Linked DNA regions of Hordeum vulgare: region 1 is linked to region 2. A link is a contact called in public Hi-C data. All regions are on one chromosome and are shown on one strand. The core of a region is the stretch at or near the end of the contact, and the rest is flanking DNA. Distances in the headings are between cores, read along the strand shown. Region 1 holds the start of LOC123443005 (ABC transporter G family member 31). Region 2 holds the start of LOC123443002 (transcription factor GTE8-like).

Region 1 (3,398 bases), core at 447-2,946, 830 kb before region 2:
AGAAAAGATTTGCTCATCATCTATGAGTAATGAGCATACGAAAATAAATGTAATTAATCTGATATCACACCTTTAGTCCAGGACCAAGTCGACCGGCAAGTGCTAAAAGCAAGGTAGTCTTCCCCGAACTTGGAGGGCCCAAAAGCAGTGTCATTCTGCAGCAAGGAAAGAACATCAAATTTGTCAGAAGTAACTTCTCTTTCACGAAGAACTCCATTAGAGCTTGGTCGATGAACCAGAAAAGCGCCAGTTAATCTTCAATTGTACCTTGATGGGCGAATGATCCCGTTGATGTTGTCCAATATAGGTAACTTCATTCTCCCCCCTCTGTAGATCCTCAGGTGCCTCAGAAACGCCTTAATTTCACAGAAAATAAAGTAAGAACCTCGACAATAAATTGGTAAAAAAAAATTGAGCAGTTTTTTTTAGCAGCCAATAAATTGGTAATTGCTCTGCTTTCTGTAACTGATTGACGGCAGAACTCCTAGTTACAGCAGAAACCCCAGTTTGATCCACGGTAAAACAAGGTGGTAATTAAATCGTAGTAACAGAAACCCGTGACCGATATTACTTTCACCTACATAGAGAACTGGGATGGAGGGGTGGGGATCACGGGCCAATTACCTCTGTCATGTTGCATATGAAGTTGGGGATGGTTGGCAGCGCCCTGCTGCCGACATGCACGTACGCGTCCACCGTCAGGTCCTCGTACCTCACTTCGATCTTGGGGAACTCTATGTGCACCCTGCATCCCGGAAATGAAGAACAAAAAAAAAAAGAAAAAGGGTTCAGCACAGAGCAGAACCCAACAATTTTTGCGCTGGAAACCAGAACCGATGCAGCTCGATCTAGGTGAGTGGCAAGCCAACAATCGCAAGTCTGGCATGTGGGGCCCACACGTCAGCTGTTCCAGTTATGCGTATCTAGATTTTGTTTTTCCTCCAACAAGTTCGAGCAGAAGGCTGCATGCTTGTGCCACTAGAAGCATGCAGGCGGCATGGAGATGGAGAAACCATTTTCAAGCAGCGGCTGGATGCGCCGGTTGGGCCCGCGTGTCAGCCAACTGTTGCGGCAGCGGGACCCCGTGGTCAGCCGCTAGAAGATTTGCAGAGCGCGCGCGCGCGCAGAGACCGAGGAAGGCACGCTGACGGCCATGGTGCACCGATGCGGGGAGCAAAGAAAATGTAGTACTAGCATGCCCGGCTTTGGCTGTACTCACGCGTCGAAGCGGGCGCGTATGCGGCGGAAGAACTGCTCGGCGTCGCCGGAGTCGGCGAGCAGGCGGTCGACGAGCGCGGTGCGGTCGCCGGAGGAGAGGCCGGCGACGTCGACCTCGCAGAGCGCGTCGTCGCCCTCGACCGGGCCGCCGGCCCCGGGCGGCGCGACTACGGGCGACCTGAGCAGGCCCCTCCTGGCGCGCGCGACGGTGGGGAGGCGCTGCAGCGCGGCCCAGCGCAGCGCCTCCTGCTCGTCCTCCGCCTCCCTCCACGACCCCGACCGCGAGAAGGGCGCCTCCGCCGCCCACATCGCCGCCGGCCCGCCAAAACCCTAGCCGCTGCCCGCTGCTCTCTCCGCCTCGCCGCCGCAGCAGCAGTAAGTAGGAGTAGATAGCAGCAAATGGTGGCGGTGGCAGGGGTGGGTGGTTCGGTGGTAGGGGGATTTATGGAGGGGCGTCCTCGCTCCGAACAGTGGCAATGGAGGGGCTGGCTGGATCCACCGACTCGCCGCATTTATGGCGCGCCGCGCTCTCTCTCCTCGCTGTGCAGTGCGGGTACTACTACTACTCCGCTTGTCTCTCTTTGATCGTTGGGGTTTTTGATCCGGTGGGGCGGAAGATGGGAAAAACGAGAGAGAGAGGTGGGGAGAGGCGAAGCGGACAGCCTGGATTTCGGGTTTACACCGTTCGGTTTGGTCCGTTTGGGCCACCAACTCGTACTGCAGTGACTTACATCAAAGTAGAATACGCAAGTTCGCTTCTAGAAATTTATTTACTAGCCCGTTTAGGGAGTGTTTAAACCTCACTCTTTCACCATTCACCGGCCCATCTACTGCCAGGCCAACCCGCTAAAGGCATCCGACTCCGTTTACGGATTGGGCACCGCTCTGCGCGGGTGCGCCGGCACGAACGATTCGGCCGGTCAACCTAGGGCCGTACGATTTTTAAGCTGCAAACGACGGATAGCCATCGGATATGCCTTCGCGCTTCGTTCTTCTTCTCTATCGTCTTGACAGGGTTGCACATCCGAGCGAGAGGACACTGCAGCGAGCGCCATCAACCCCCGCCCCTACACCCCGGGCTCGCCGGAGCATCTCATCGGCGCTCACCGGAGCATCTCATCGGCGCTCGCCGGAGCAGCTCGTCGGCTTGGCGGTTGCCCGCTGGTGCCCCGTATTGTTCTCATCGGTCGCCGGTCCTCGTCCTCGTCGGTCGCCGCCCTCGCCTCCGGTCGCCATGCGTCCATCGCAGCACCGCCATGCAGCTCCGTCGCCACCGCTCGCCATGCGTCCATCGCAGCACCGCCATGCAGCTCCGTCGCCACCGCTCGCCATGCGTCCATCGCAGCACCGCCATGTAGCTCCGTCGCCACCGCTCGCCATGCGTCCATCGCAGCACCGCCATGCAGCTTCGTCGCCACCGCTCGCCATAGTCAGCTAGCCATTCTTCGTTTGAAGCTTTTCCCGATGCAGGTTGCAGCTTTTTCTATGCCGCTTGAAACTTTTCTTACCGCCGGTTGAAGCTTTTTCTATGCCGGTTGGAGATTTTCTCACCGCCGATTGAAGCTTTTCTCATAGCCAGTTGCAGCTTTTCCTATGCCGCTTGAAACTTTTCTTACCGCCGGTTGAAGCTTTTTCTATGTCGGTTGGAGATTTTCTCACCGCCGATTGAAGCTTTTCTCATCGCCGGTTGAAGCTTTTCCTATGTTGGTTGAAGCTTTTCTTACCGCCGGTTGAAGCTTTTCATATGCATGTTGAAGCTTTTTTTTCATGGCTGAAGCTTTTCCATTGGGGTCTGAAGATTTTCCACCATGCCTGTTGAAGCTTTTTCCGCCACCGGTTGTAACTTTTCCTAGGCCGGTTGAAGCATTTTTCCATGTCCGGTTGAAGCATCGGTGTCCGTCTCTTTTTGATTGTAGCATCCATGGCTGCTGGTTGTAGCATTCATGGATGCTGGTTCCAGCATCACCAGACCCCAGTCCGGCATCACGGGCCGCCCCCCGGTTGCAGTAGCCGCGAGAATCTGGTTGCAACTTCCCATCACATGCCCTAGGGCTCGTCTCGTCCCCCATGGCACGTCGTCGGTTCTACCATGGCGCGTCGTCTTGCAGCACATCCCTGCGCAGGAGAGAGAAGAAAAGAACGAGAGAAAGAAGAGAACGGGTGAAGAAGATGCTCGCGAA
Region 2 (3,591 bases), core at 54-2,553:
CTTGATTTTTTTACAAATACACCAATATTGTTTGAATCCACGAAACTTTTATGATTTCCTAAAAAAAATTGAATTCACATACAATTTATAATTTTGCGAACATTTTTATAATTCACCACTTTGGAAATTTAGATATGCCGAATTAATTTATACTCCCTCCATTTCTAAATATAAGACCTAATAAAAATTACACCATAAACTATATACGGATGCATGTAGACATATTTTATAGTGTAGATTCACTCATTTTGCTCCGTATATAGTGTTCTAGTGAAATCTCAAAAATGTCTTATATTTAAAAACGGGGGAGTAGAAATATGAGAACAAAATGAGAAAAGAAGAAAGAAAAACGAACAAAAATAAAAGAGTCCAACCCCGCACACGCCGGCCTGGCTCATGAAGGGAGGACACTGCGTGAGAAAAGGATTGAAAGGAAAAACTGTACAGGATGGGGATCAAACGCTGGTCACCTACGTAGAACAACAATGCCTTAGTCACTATGGCGGACGAGTGTCTGTGCTCTCTTTTCGTATCATCTCTTTATAATAACAAACCAAACTGCAACTGTGGGAAAATCTGAAACGTTTTTTACTTATGGGTGGCATAGTGGGTAATTTATATCAACTTTAGGGATAGTATTAATGACGAACGACAGAAACACTAATTGCTTTATTATTAAAATAAAGAATAGAAACATGACTAATCATCCATTCACTTTCGTTTAATCTCGTTTTACTCTAATAGTTTTGATGATCCAACGGTAAATAGGAATTTTCCTATCCCGTACGTGGTTTGCTCGCTTCATTTTTGACGAGAAGAAATCCGTCGCTCCACTTCACAAGAGAGAAACACCCAGCAGGCAGACAAAGGAGTCTCAAGACCCACCTGCTTCCACGTGTCACCAGCCTTCACCTCCAAGTCACACCGCTCCCCAAATCCAGCAGGCCGTCACCCGCACCCAGATCCCGCGTGCCGGACAAAAGACGGCTGCTCCCCAAACAGCACGGGACCGAACGAAACCTACCCAACCCCAATGACACGCGGGCCCGGAAACCTCGTCGCCCCACGGTACATCGTCGGACAGCGCGCGATCCTTCTCCAAACCAGAAACCTTCTGGAAGAAAGTCAAAGCGCGCTCCGCTCCACGTCACGCCGGTCCCGGCGGGCCCCGCGCCTACATCTCCCCCTCTGCCCGTCCGATCCCCGCGAACCGACGGCCACGATCCGGCACGCACCGCCCACCGCACCCCGCCTCTCCTATAAATACCCACCTAGAGGGAGCGCCCGTCCCCCGCGCGTCAAGTCGCATCGAATCGTACCGTTTCGCTCCGCTCTTCTCAGCTCCGGTCCACTTCGGGTCTAGACTGGACTCGTGCGCAGGAACCGACTCTACTTTGGGTTCGGGCTCGGTCGCTTCGGCGAGGACAAGGGGTTCGGGCTCGGTCGCTTCGTCGAGGAAAAGGATAAGCAGCCACGGACGCCCACCGCATCGCACCCTGCACCTCCCGTCTCACCCGACGCCGCGGCCGGAGCCCGGAGAATCCACGCCGCGGCCGCTCGCCGTCCCGCTCCCAGGAGGCCCCGTGGCCCGCCCGCACGGTGACCCGGCGGCAGTCCTGCCCACAGTAGGCAGAGGGCGGAGGCGCTAGCCGGCTCACCGTCGAGCCACAGCGGCGGATCTGTCCTCGAGCCACAGCCGCCGAGGGCGTTGACGCCGGGCAGGGGATCACGGGGCGCCCCACGGTCTCGTTCCAGATGCCAACGACCTCAATCTCCAAGCCTAAGGTGAATTAATCCCCTTCCAATCTGAATTTCATTCGTTGACATGTGCATTTGTAGCTTCTGTCTGGATTTAGATCTGACTGATTTCACTAGTAAAAACATAACAAATGATGCTGCCATATCCCGCTTTCAAGCCATGACATAGGCTCGCTTGGCACGGATTGGTCCCAGGGCCAGGTGTAATGTTAGGGTTTTGCTGCACAGCATGTAAATCTCGGTTTGTGTGCTTTCGTTTCAACCGGCAAGAGATTTGAATTTGGTTTCTGAAGCTGTTTGTCGTTATTCTGCAGATCCGCGCCTCGCTGGCGCCTGGTTACATGGGACCAACGGTCCGCATGGAGTCTGGCCCGCAGATTCAGACTAAACGGAGTTATGATGAAATAGCCTACCGTGGCGCGGGTTACGCAGAGACTGTGGGTGAGTCAGGCAGCCCTGTTCGTGTTGGCTCGGAAGATTTCTCTGTGCCAAAACGCAAGTGCATCAGCCTTAATAGTGATGGCTTTGATGTCAAGCGAGAGATCTTTGTCCCGTCTAAGATGTCGTCGTCTGAGCGGCGCTACCTTCGGAAGAGATTCCGGACAGAGCTTGATTCGGTTCGAGAACTCCTCAAGAAGCCAGAGTTTTTGTCCATCATGCCTGTCAGCAAAGCACCTGCGTTCTCATCGTCAGCTGCCCCTAGATCTAAAAAAGTGCAACGGGGAAGCCATGTTGTCCGTGGTGCCAAGGGACGCTTCTTGCCAACAAAACCCCGGCCTGAAACGTCTACAGTGTTGCCTGAAGCTACAATTCTGAAGCAGTGCGAAGCTATCCTTAAGAAGCTGATGACTCAGAAATGTAGTCATATTTTTAATGATCCAGTAGACGTGGAAAAGCTGAACCTTCCAGATTATAATGACATTATCAAGCACCCGATGGACCTTGGGACCATCAAGAAGAAGCTAGATTCTGGTTCCTACGCAAGTCCATATGATTTTGCAGCTGATGTCAGGCTGACCTTTAACAATGCGATAACTTATAATCCTCGAGGGCATGTAGTGCATGATCTGGCCATTCAACTGAATAAAATGTTTGAGTCCAGATGGAGAACAGTTGAGAAGAAGTTAGCTACTGCCGCCACTAAGCCACATGTTGAGGCTGATAGGGCTGACTCAAAGAGGAGGAAGACCCCTCCTGTGGACCGAAGTAACCTATCAATAGACCCTGTCAGGCTAACTGAGATTGTGAAGCCAAAGATGACATCCAAGGAGAGAGAAACCTTTGGAGACTGCTTAACTTCTTTGACCGAGGGCCCAGAAGAATTACCTGGTCACATCATTGATTTGTTACAGCAGTGTATTGACAACAAAGCAGAGCACATTGGGGATGGAGAGATAGAGATTGATATCCATGCACTCAGTGATGAAGTATTATTTGAACTGAAGAGGCATGTTGACGCGTATTTGCAAGAAAGAGATCATCAGCAGACAAAATCTCAGCCTTCTGAGAATGAGGCTGTGAATGTTTCTGGCCTCAGTCACTCGTCCACAAATCCCTGCAGAGGTATTTTATCATGTACCCTTTGAGGTTCTCAATAGAATTAACTTCAACGCCATCAATGCAGTTGTTAGAGATCGTCCTTTTTGTGCACTCAGGTTCTGAGCCTGTTGAGGAAGATGTCGACATTTGTGGCAATGCATCCCCTATATTGATAGAGAAGGATCCACAGATCAGAACTGACAAATGTGGCAGCCCAAGTAGTTCCAGCAGTGACTCAGGATCTTCATCCAGCGGTGTGTACATATGAGTTATTTAGTTATCTATATTTGTGTT

Evidence for each region. A called contact is a pair of places that touch in the nucleus more often than the background predicts.
Region 1: a Hi-C map of leaf shows a contact between it and region 2, with 5 times the contacts expected there. The contact joins the promoter of LOC123443005 here to the promoter of LOC123443002 in region 2. A contact is called at or near these places in 2 of 6 Hi-C or Micro-C datasets (leaf and seedling).

What each region holds. Positions count from the first base shown.
Region 1 is chr3H:69,776,484-69,779,881 of MorexV3_pseudomolecules_assembly, reverse strand. It overlaps LOC123443005 (ABC transporter G family member 31), which reads right to left and starts at 1,696. Exons shown (of 24, transcript XM_045119214.1): 1 at 1,220-1,696; 2 at 625-745; 3 at 268-356; 4 at 71-155. The coding sequence starts at 1,527.
Region 2 is chr3H:68,945,904-68,949,494 of MorexV3_pseudomolecules_assembly, reverse strand. It overlaps LOC123443002 (transcription factor GTE8-like), which reads left to right and starts at 1,303. Exons shown (of 10, transcript XM_045119210.1): 1 at 1,303-1,785; 2 at 2,073-3,321; 3 at 3,414-3,551. The coding sequence starts at 1,756.